Linked DNA regions of Macaca mulatta: region 1 is linked to region 2. A link is a contact called in public Hi-C data. All regions are on one chromosome and are shown on one strand. Each heading gives the region's core, a stretch centred on a gene start, on an enhancer-like site or on the middle of the called end of the contact. The rest is flanking DNA. Distances are from core to core; before and after follow the strand shown. Region 1 overlaps CDC14B (cell division cycle 14B). Region 2 holds the start of PRXL2C (peroxiredoxin like 2C).

The links. A called contact is a pair of places that touch in the nucleus more often than the background predicts.
Region 1: a Hi-C map of fibroblasts shows a contact between it and region 2, with 2.1 times the contacts expected there. The contact joins the enhancer-like site here to the promoter of PRXL2C in region 2. A contact is called at or near these places in 4 of 14 Hi-C or Micro-C datasets (CD4 T cells, blood, fibroblasts and 1 more).

The regions. Positions count from the first base shown.
Region 1 is chr15:126,921,800-126,927,443 of T2T-MMU8v2.0, forward strand. All of the region lies in intron 4 of CDC14B (cell division cycle 14B), which reads left to right. Among named protein-coding and RNA genes, the nearest start is that of CDC14B, 64 kb to the left of the region's middle. Within about 2 kb of position 3,057, at least 18 of the 40 cell types and tissues checked have an H3K27ac peak or open chromatin away from gene starts, as enhancers often do. A contact at or near this core is called in liver, where this site is marked.
Region 2 is chr15:126,817,429-126,822,847 of T2T-MMU8v2.0, forward strand. PRXL2C (peroxiredoxin like 2C) reads left to right here and starts at 3,550. Exons shown (of 5, transcript XM_077966496.1): 1 at 3,550-3,777. The coding sequence starts at 3,586. LOC106993846 (a long non-coding RNA gene) reads right to left here and starts at 3,353. Exons shown (of 2, transcript XR_013404987.1): 1 at 3,214-3,353; 2 at 873-1,054.

The DNA of each region.
Region 1 (5,644 bases), core at 1,807-4,306, 100 kb after region 2:
GTGCTCCTGAGCGGAACTCCAAAGCAGAGGGGCCAGGCCGGGCTACTTCTGGGTCAGTCACTGTCTCTGGTCAGATGAGATGTCCCTGAGATGGTAGCGTCTTGAGGAGCCAGGCACAGGGACTGCAGTGTGAAGAACCCCTCTGAAGGTGGCGGTGGGCATGGTGGCAACTCAGTCAGGGTGGTCTTAAAAACAGAAACAGAACATGTGATAAGTTTATGTTTATAAATAAGAACGCACTCTTTTTAAGTCTTGTTGCTGTTGTTTTTAAACTACTAGTGAACAAACCACAACCCCTTGACGTACTTACTGAAATTTTTTTGGCGTATTTGTTTCCAGTTTTATGTTGGCCTTTTGACTTTGTTTATGGTTGTATTTTGGCCCACAGAAGCTTATTTTTCTATAGTTAACATAGGTTTAGAAATCCTTCCAGAATTTCACACCTTCAGGTTAGTATTGATTTGATTGGTTAGGGAAGTGCCAGGTAAGCAAATTTGGATCTTCACTCGCATTTATTACTCTACCCAGTGAGGAGCTAGCTTGGCAGGAGGATTATAGCTCTTGGCTGTGACAGAAGCCTTTGCAACCATAGCTGGCTGCTAAAATAGGAATTGGGAACTGTAGTGTTGATAGGCAGGGAAGCAGGAGAAAAACTTCCAAGAAAAGGAAATGTATTCATAGTAGAAAAGCAGTGTCAAGAGAAAATATGGACACCTCAAAAGATAAAACATCAAAGCAAGTGAAGCTTTGATCTGGTTAAAATGTATTAAATCCTCTGGTTAAAGATTTGTAGAGATGAGTGACAGTTCCCTATAGATCGATCCGCATCCTTGCTAACGTTTTCTGGAGTTGTCGGGAATTTTGGAGAGTGTTTGACTTGGCATGGTAATGTTAAAACAAAACCAAAAAAATCTGGAGGAGGAATCTTTAGGAAGGAAATATTCCAAATAGACTGACTGTTTATTTTTATCAGTCCTTTTTAAATTCAGGGCTTCTGAAAGGAACCATGTTTCCGTCATGCTTGTGTACACAGAAAGACCTAATGTGGGATGGGCAGAGAGTGTGAGATAATCCTTTATGGCATGGAAATAAAGTGTTATATTTATTTTTTATCTTAAAAACAGAAGAGGTGAGGCTTCACAAATGTGTAAAATATGAATTGACATGCCCACAGTCAGTCCTTTTGACAGACGGTCAGGCGTCACGTGTGTGTTACAAGAAGTGAGAAGAGCGAGTTGAGAACTCTTGTCTTTATTGTGTTTCGAAGTACTGCTCTTCATGTGGCCCGGTAAATGACTTTCCCGTTCAGCTATCTGAATGGTAGACTCTTAGGTGACAAATTAGAAGCTAAAAATCTTCTGCACCACTGTAAGAGCTGAAAAATATGAAAGATGACTTGAGCTTTTGTTTGTTTATTCACAAAAAGGTAAACATACTATATTGTTTTAAAAATAAGTTTGCTGCCCTGTTTAAGCCAGTGGTTGTGACCTAGCCAGATTGTGGGGTAATGATACTTAACCTGTCATTTCAAAGTAAAGGTGAAATTTTAAGGGGAAATTTTTAAGTGCTTTTCAAAACAAATTCATAATAAAAAAGATCCTTTTGGAAAGAAAAGTTGGAAATTTTGTTTTGTTAATTTTGTTGTAAAAATGTCATACACAAAATCCATATTTGTACTTTTGAGAAATGTAGAAAAATCTTTTAAAAAGAAGCTTTTATATTTATAGAAATAGGACATGTGCACGTGTGTGTATATGTACAGATGGGTGTTGTGTACATATATGTTTTATGTTTACATACAATTTTAAACTTTTTTATTGATACATAATTGTACATATTTATGGGGTACATGTGATAGTTTGATAAATGCATATAATGTGTGACAGCAAAATTAGGGCAGTTGTGGTATCCATCACCTCAAACATTTGTCATTTCTTTGTGTTGAGAGCATTTTAAATCTTCCTGTTTCGAAATACACAGTAAGTTATTGTAAACTATAGTCACACTACTGTGCTAACACTAGAACTTGTTTCTTTTAACTGTACATTTGTACCAACGAACCAACCTCTCTTCACTCCCCCTGACCACACAATGCCCTTCCCAGCCTCTGGTAATTCTTATTTTGCTCTTGGCCTCCATAAAATCAACTTACTTAGCTCCTCCATGTGAGTGAGAACATAATGGTATTTGTCTTTCAACTTTGGTTACATCTTCCTGCCACAGCAGTTAGGTTTTCTGAAGATACATGGTATTCATCTCTTCTATGGGTTAAATGTACTTTTGAGGGCTAGCCTGGGAAATTAACCACCATTTCTAACATCTTTCTGTGTGTAAAATAAATGCCAAGCATTTTGTGTATAAAATAAATGACACAAGCAAACTTTTGGCACATAGCTTACAAATTTGCTTTCCTCTAATGTTTAATAGATTACTTTGGTGGAGCTAATTGTAACATGTAGGTTCCCTGTTCAGAATTTATCACTGCATATTATTATTTTTTATGTTTAAGCAGTTCGTATAGCTGTAAGAATGGCTTACCTTGTAAGCATTTGTGTTGAAAATGATGATACTAAATTAAATTTAAGAATATAGTAACTCAGCAATCTGTGAGTAGAATTCTAAATTGCAGTAAATTTGAGATTGCCTCTATGGTTATGATAAGAGCTCAAGGACTTTGTTATTTAATGATGATCTTTTGAATCTGTGGTCCCACTTTTTAAATGATTTTTCTTGGACTCAGAATAGCCAGTGCTGGGTTAAGCTGCCTGCAGGAGGAAGGGATCAGTTGGGAAGTTAAGACAAGGGAGCAGAGAATGAGGATCCAGACGCCTTGGCTAAGAATCCAGTTCAACAAACAGCTGCCCAGATGGGACAGCAGAGGCTGGAGGACAGAATGAGGTCATGACACCCTTCCTGGGCGTCTGTGAAAGGCAGGGCAAATAGCACGAGGCAACTGTCAGTAGTAGCCAGGCCCCAGCTAGTGTAAGGCGAACTGGGCTGAGCAAAGGGAGGGCACAGGCCCTCAGTGGGAAGCTGGTGTTGCCTTGGGAACCGGCCCCGTGGGAGGCAGCTGGCTGCCCTGCTCACACTGCATCACAGTTTGACTTCCCTTGCCACCCGAGGGCTCCTGACAGGCGTTTGCACTGCCTGTGGTGCTCGCTGGGTGCTGTTAACTTGGGGAAGAAGTGAGGAGAAAAGGCTTTCTGACGGCTTCAGATCCTTGACTGCAGATCCGTTAAGCTTTCTGGAATTCTGGGTCCTGTCCTTGTTCCGGCCCTTGTTCTGGATAGGATGAGTTCCTGTCCATAGTAAAGCCCGAGGAGCAGGCCCTCTTCCAGCAATAATAGGCAGTGTGATCTTGGATAAGCAGTTGATGCCAAGGTCTGGAAAGTTGTAGCCTGCCAGTTTTATGAAACTCACAGAGCATTATAAATAGTTGTGGATTGTTTTACTCTATGGTTAAAAATTAGGAAATTTCATTTTTTAAAAAAATCAAGATTATTTACTTTGTCTTTAAAAAATGTCCCTACCACTCAAATGTGTACTAATACCCAGGGCCAATTCACTATTTTTATTAGCAGAGTTGGTAGATACGTGTTTGCTACTCTGAACTTCCAGTTTCATTTTGTCGAAATTGAGCATCATTATGCTAACCTACCGTATATATATATAAGTAAAAGTAATTTTAAAAGTTAAAACTATTGATATGTAAGTTCATCCGAGGTTTTTTTTTTTTAACGACAGTTTTTTTCTTAACCAGTTTTGTGCAGGAGCTATGAAAGTGATTTTCTTTTATTTACTTTTTTATTCTCTGTGTTCTTTCCCCTGCTCACCTTTTTTATTGAGCAGTTGAATGTGTGAGCCTGTCTTCAACTTGCATTGATTTGCAAGCATTTTTTGTTAATCTGGAGAGAATGATTTTTTTTTTTTTATGATCAATCAAATTCTTGGCATAGGAAAGACTGTATCATCTGGCTGACATGAAAATAGTCACAAGAGTCTTGAAGTGCTGGAAACATTGTGACATCTCTCCAGGATTTCCTGGTTACTCAGGCTGCCACATTTGTTGCTGGAATTTCAATATCCTTTGTGGCTCTCAGCTCTGGGATGCACTGACTTGTGTGACGTTTGGGTTGTAAATTGTACCGAGGCTCTCTAAGTATATAAATAAAGCTTCAGAATCCTGCACATACTAGTAGAAATAGGAAGCACATGTCTAATTGGGTTTCCGTGATTTGTCCTGTCAGCATTGAAACACTGAAAGGAGAAGTAATGCAGTTGGGATCCTTTTGCCTCAGTTGCTTGTTCTTCCATCACTGCTAGTTCAGTACCTCCCAGGTTTTGAAACGTATGTCAGTAATCAAGGGGTCCAGCGTCCTCACAGGGACTCGGGCGTGCAGTGCAGATGGTGATTCTAGAAAACGGGGGTGGTGGGAAGTCCTGGGAATGGCTGAGGTATTGTTCAGCAAAAAAAGAACTTTGTACCATGACTTTGAAAACCACACCAGTCTCAAGCATTTTCAACCATAGTATTTGTGTGTGTGTGTGTGTGTGTGTGTGTGTGTGTGTGTGTGATATTTGCTCGTTCAAAGAGTCTTTATCCTAGAGAAACAAGGTATTACTGATGCTTCCTAAGCTGAGTCTCTGTGCTTACGCCTCATGTATTTGTTTATTCACTTTTAACAAATGGAAATGGCCATTTCCTTACTCACTGAGTGTGCTGCTGCACACTATTGCTGCCCAGCGAATTACCGCAAAACGTTGTGACTTAAAACGACAGTACACATTGTCTCAGACCATGTCTGTGAGTTAGGCATCTGGGAGTTGCTTAACTTGGATGGGTCTGGTCTGGTTCTGGGCCGTGTCTGGGCTGCACTCACCTGGAGGGTCCACCTCTAAGGGGGCTCAGTCACATACCTGGCAGGTTAGTGCCAGTTGCTGGCAGGCGGCCTCTCTTCCATACCACGTGGACTGCTTGAGTATGCTCCCAAAATAACAGCTTGCTGTACCCAGAGCGAGGGTTCTAAGAGAAAGCAAGACAGTAGCTGCCTCTTTTATGATCTGGTCTCCGAAACCACACCCTATTACTACAGTATCCTGTTCGTTACACGGGACACCCCGTTCGCTGTGGGAGGGGACCGCACAAGGGTGGACATGCCAGCAGATGAGATTCTCTGGGGTTGTCTGGGAAGCTGGCGATCACAACTGGTCAGCAGCTCTCTCGGTCATCATTTGTTGTTTCCTGTTCTTAACCAGCACTGTGGAATTAGAGTGGGCATTCTATATATATTGCTTCTCATGAAAATATATCAAAAGAATTTGAGAAACGCCAAGTGTCCAGACTGCCAGAAGCACGGTGATAGATCATAAGTTGCATCCATTTAGAGTTTACTAATCTGAGAATTTGTGTTAATGTAGGAGTCATTTACAGGATTCTTCTTTAGTCACAAATTTAGAATGATTTCATTTGGGAAGGCCTTTTGAATCGGCAAGATGAGTAGGTGTAAAAGTAAAAGTTACTTCCTTCATGCCTGGCCAAAAAAGAAAAGAAGGTAAAAGTTACAGATTGGCAAATATGTCTTCGATAGTTACATAAGTGGAATTATTCTGCATCTGTAAACTTCCTTCAGTTTATCTAATTATG
Region 2 (5,419 bases), core at 2,300-4,799:
CACTCCAGCCTGGGCAACAGCGTGAGACTCCGTCTCAAAAAAAAAAAAAAAAAAAAAAAAAAAAAAAAAAAAAAAGATGAATGGATAAAGAAAATGCGGTAGATACATTCAATGGAATATTATTCAGGCTTAAACAGGAAGGAAATCCTGTCACATGCTGCAACAAGGATGAACCTTGAAGACATTGTGCCAAGTGAAGTAAGTTAATCACAAATGGACAAATGCTGTTTGATTCCAGTTATACAAGATAACTACAGTAATCAAACGCATAGAGATAAAAAGTAGAATGGTGGTTGCCAGGGGCTAGGGAAAGCAGGGAATGGGGAGTTAGTGTTTAATGGTTATGGAATTACAGTTCAAGATGATATAAAAGTTCTGGAGATGGATGATGGTGCAGGCTGCACAACAGTGTGAATGTACTTAATGCCAATGAATTATACATTTAAAAGTGGTTAAAGTGGGAAATTTTATGTCATTTATATTTTACCACAAAAGGGAGAAAGATTTTTTAAAATTAACAAATTAAGAAAAAGTTGGTGTTGTCCCCTCAGAGCTGTATTCTTGGTAGTTGAATCTCTAGTTGAACTTGTCAGAAGATATTCTGGAGGAGGCTTTCTTGGGCAACACAGTAGCTACACTGGCAACTCTACACTCATGTGGTGCTGCCTCTGTATTTTTCAGTGTGTGTTCTTTGATTTCTTTTAAACCATGGACATATGAAATATTATGTCAAATTATAACAAATATTAGTAGGTCATTCCTAAATAATAACAGAATGGAAACGGTAATAGTTTACATTTACTTTTCTTTAATCATAGTATCTAAAGGTACTGTATTAGTCTGGGTCCAATAATGAGACTGAAACCACACTGTAGGTTAAACAGGTAAAGTTTAATATAATGAATGAGTAAACTCTGATCAGCCAGGCATGGCGGCATGCACCTGTAGTCTCAGCTACTCAAGAGGCTCAGGCAGGAGGATTGCTTGAGGCCAGGAGTATGACACTGTAGTGTGCTATAATCATAGCACCTGTGAATAGCCACTGGACTCCAGCCTGGAAAACATAGTGAGACCCCATCTCTGAAAAAACAACAAATCTGATTAAAGTATGTCTAGAAAATATAAGGAACCTATGGCTAAGGACAAATAAAGAAGATAAACTTGAAAGGGACCCCTTCCCCAAATCTGGGTTTCAGATCTGACGCGAGCAGGTATAGGTCAGCCTACTGGATAGCTACTGTGTAGAAGTTTGATGGCTTGCCCAGGCTGGATCTGGTGTGCAGTCAAGGGGAAGGCAGGAAGGAACCCACCAGAATGCAGGCAGGACATAGGTCATCAGCAAGCAGTGGCGTGAGTGCAGAGGGAATGGTGATGGGTACAGGTTGGCCAACGGCTCTACAGAGAGCGGTGGCTCGATGGGAACAGGTGAAGAATTGGGGGCGCAGGTGAGGAATTGGGCTGCTAGTGGAGTTAGGAGGGCTTTCGAGTTCCAGTTTTCATATCAAGTGAGGTGCTAGGTTATTGCTAGAACAGCCAATAGTTGCAGTGTTGCCAAGGAAGTGCGTATCCTGGTAAAGCGCCAGAGGCAGAGCTCCACCCACTACCCTCAGGGGACTATTTGAAATCCCCTTCCTCCTGCAATGTCCTGCCAACATTGTCTATTAAAAATGCTTAATATATTGCTCATTACAAAGGTTAGATGCTTAGAGGAAATCTGTCCGTTGTCACAGAGCACATAGTGAAGAGTTAATTTGGAGCTGAGAAGCAGTAAGTTGGTAAGTGTCAGGTACTGATGCTCCCTAGACAATACCTTCTAATTTCTGCATTTCTGCATGGCTACTGTTCCTCCTACAAAACTATGTTTTGATGATATCTGAGTTCATCACTCTGCAAAAACTAAGTCATGTGGCTCTTTGGATTTGAAAATGAAATTGTCTAACCTGTCATTTATTTCACATGAAATATGACACCAAAAGCAGTATGTGAAAGAAAACTTCATTCGTTGATATCAGTTATTAACTAGATCTGCCAAAATACCACCATTCTTACCTGTATATCAATTTCTGCTTATCAAAACACTGCTTACAATAAATTTGGTGACATCTGGCAAACTGCCTGTTGCGAGTGCTATTCATCAGCCTGCACTCTGGTCATGCATTTATTTCCAAAAACTCATAAAGCTCCTCACCAGGCCCAGTGGCTCACGCCTGTAACCCCAGGACTTTGGGAGGCCAAAGCAAGAAGATTGCTTGAGCCCAGGAGTTCAAAACCAGCCTGGGCAACATAGAGAGACCCTTGGCTCTACAAAATCAAATCTAAAAAAAATTGGCCAGGCATGGGGGTACATGCCTGTGATCACAGCTACTTGGGAGGCTGAGGCAGGAGGACTGCTTGAGCCCAGGAGGTGGAGGCTGCAGTGAGCCATGATTGTGCCAATGCACTCCAGCCTGGGCAACAGAGCGACACCCTGTCTCAGAAAGAAACTATCTTGACTTAGAAACATACCCATGCTTAAAATTTTCTAAACACACTGCAGAGCTTCTCAAACAGAGCACTTAATGTGTGCTCAATAAAGTATACAATCTTCACACAGGTGAAAGCCAGAGGATGCAGCATCAGCCCTTCCTGCGCTTTGTGGCAGAGTCACATCAGTCACATAGACCTGCCTAGTGCTCCGCCCCGGAAATATTCTTCAACTCAACAAAGACCATAGATAAAGGATGTACTTTCTGAACTCCAAATCCGTACACAAGGGTGAGTAAACTTATGAAGACAAAAGAGCCTGAATGTTACCTGGTCCTGCTCTGGAAATCTCGGACACACGGTTAGCACCCATGAGAAACCCGAGAAAGACAAACCTCTAAATCCAGGGCCAGTTTGGTCTCACAAAGGCTGAGATCCCCAGATTTCCCTATGCCTGCCTACCCACCCCAGGAGAAACTGAATTGGCAGTGTGTGATTTCTACAAAACAGCTGCTAAGCCATCTAACTTCATCATCCTCATCCCTCCCAGCTCACCTTATTTTTATTTTTATTATTTATTTTTTTAAAAAACGAAGATGGTGTTGCCCTCTGTTACCTACCCAGACTGGTCTTGAACTCCTGCCCTCAAATTATCTTCCCGCCTCGGCCTCCCAAGTCGCTAGGATTACAGGTCCGGCCTGTGTGTCTACAAAAGGTGGGCCCAGCCCTAGCCCACCTTTTCACACATACCCATTAGTTCTCGAATAGGTGAGAACCTCCGCTCAGGTGGCTACGGAGGGCGCGGGCGGCTTTCTTCCTTAATAACGTTTGCTCGCCCTGGACGGACCTTACGTTCTCTCTCTGTCCCCTACCCTGACAGCAGAGTCAGAACCGCCCGCGGGGTTCACTCCGGCAGCTCCCAGGCCCGCGCAGCGCGGCGGAAACCGTGGCTTGCCAGGTCCCGCCCCCAGCCCCCCGCCCCCCGCCCCTCGCGCCCCGCCCCTCGCGCCCCGCCCCTGCGCGCCCCGCCTCTGCACGCCCCTCCCCCCGTGCCCCGCCTCTGCGCGCCCCGCCCCGCCCCGCGCTGGCAGAGCGGACCCAGGCCCTTGGCCGCCCCGCGTCATGGCCGCGCCCGCCCCGGTCACGCGGCAGGTTAGCGGCGGCACCGCCCCGGTCCCGGCCCCGAGCGGCCCCGACCGTGGGCAGCCCCTGGCGGCCGCCGTGGCCGAGCTGCCGGTGCTGGACGCCCGCGGGCAGCGGGTACCTTTCGGCGCGCTGTTCCGGGAGCGCCGCGCCGTGGTGGTGTTCGTGCGGGTGAGCGGGTGGCGCGGCTGGGAGGGAGGCGCGGCCCGGGATCCCGGGCAGGCTGCGGGATGCGAGCTGCTCCTCCTGCTTCTTAGGACGGAAACGGGAAGGCAGCCTCCCCAGTCGCGGCCGCTTCCCAACTAGGGCGGGGCACGACGAGGGCGAGGCCCGCTTCCCACGCGCCGGGCGTCCGGGCAGCCTGTCCCGGCCCCGCGGGCGCCGCCTTTAGTCGCGTCACGCACAGCGAAGTACCGGGCTCTTTCGGGGCGCGCGGGTGCTGCGTTCCTAACTTGCCCTTTCTGCCCAATTGGCTTTCAGCATTTCCTGTGTTACATCTGCAAGGAATACGTAGAGGATCTGGCCAAAATCCCCAAGAGTTTCTTACAAGTGAGTTTCTGAGCGTGGGCGGCCCAGTGCAGGCTTCTGCAGACCTTGCGAGCGGGGCGGGGGAGGACGCGGCTCCAGCACGCACTTGCAACCCGTATTGCCCCTCCCCGCACCTCTCTCCACCCTCGCCCCTCCAAAGGAAGAGAGACGTCAGAGATCTATTTCTGTCGTAACTCACTGGGTGCTGCCTGGTGGTGAACGTACTAACAATTGTGGTGTTGCCTGGTAACCTAGCGCCCGTTCTCAAATGTTGACTGATAATGCCCTAAAACAAATGCTGGAAATGGTTGATATTTTCTTCCCTTTAATTTTGTTGCACTCCAAATAGCTGCTCATTATGGGAAAATACTAATATATCGTAAAGGTGCAAATGTTTATGTTAATAGGCTGCAAGTTCCATGTTCCCTAGCATAGCCACATACTTGTTTTTCTTCAGGCACAGATAAGTTCGTGCCCAAGTGAGCTTTTTGAGGGAAGGCATTGGGCAGCCTTTGTAAAACAGATGTTTTTTCAGCAGGCCTTATCAATTAGGATGTGAAAAAACTGATTAAATAACTGTGCCTAGTTTTAAAAGTATGTTTTTGGGGAGAATATAGAGAATTATTGACTATATCATTTCGAAAACAATGTTTTGACTGTTCGTCTGCGTATCCTTTTATTCTCTTTTTAAAAATTGACATATATAATTGTATATGTTTATGGGATGCAGTGTAATATTTTGATAGGCATTTACTTTTGTGGAATGATTAAATTGAGATAATATACCCATCATGTCAGATAGTGATTTTAGTTATTTTTTTTGTGATGACAACGTGTAAAAACTAGTCTTTAAGCAATTTTGAAGTATACATTATTAACTAGTCACCATGCTGTGCAGCAGATCTCTAAAAGTTATTCCTCTTGTTTAACTGAAACTTGGTACCCTTGGATCATCTCCCTTCTCCTCATCCCTGAGTAACCAGTCTCTGGTAACCATCATTCCACTCTACTTTTTTCGTTTCCATAGCTAAGTGAGATCATGCGGTATTTTTCTTCCTGTGCCTGGGTTATTTCACTTACATGATGTCCTCCAGGTGCATCCACTGTTGTCACAAATAACAGAAAAATGTCTTTTTTATGACTAAATAATATTACATTGTGATACCGCATTTTCTTTTTCTTCTTCTTTTTTTTTTTTTTTTTTTGAGACGGAGTTTTCACTCTTGTCACCCAGGCTGGAGTGCAATGGCGCGATCTCGGCTCACTGCAACCTCCGCCTCCCGGG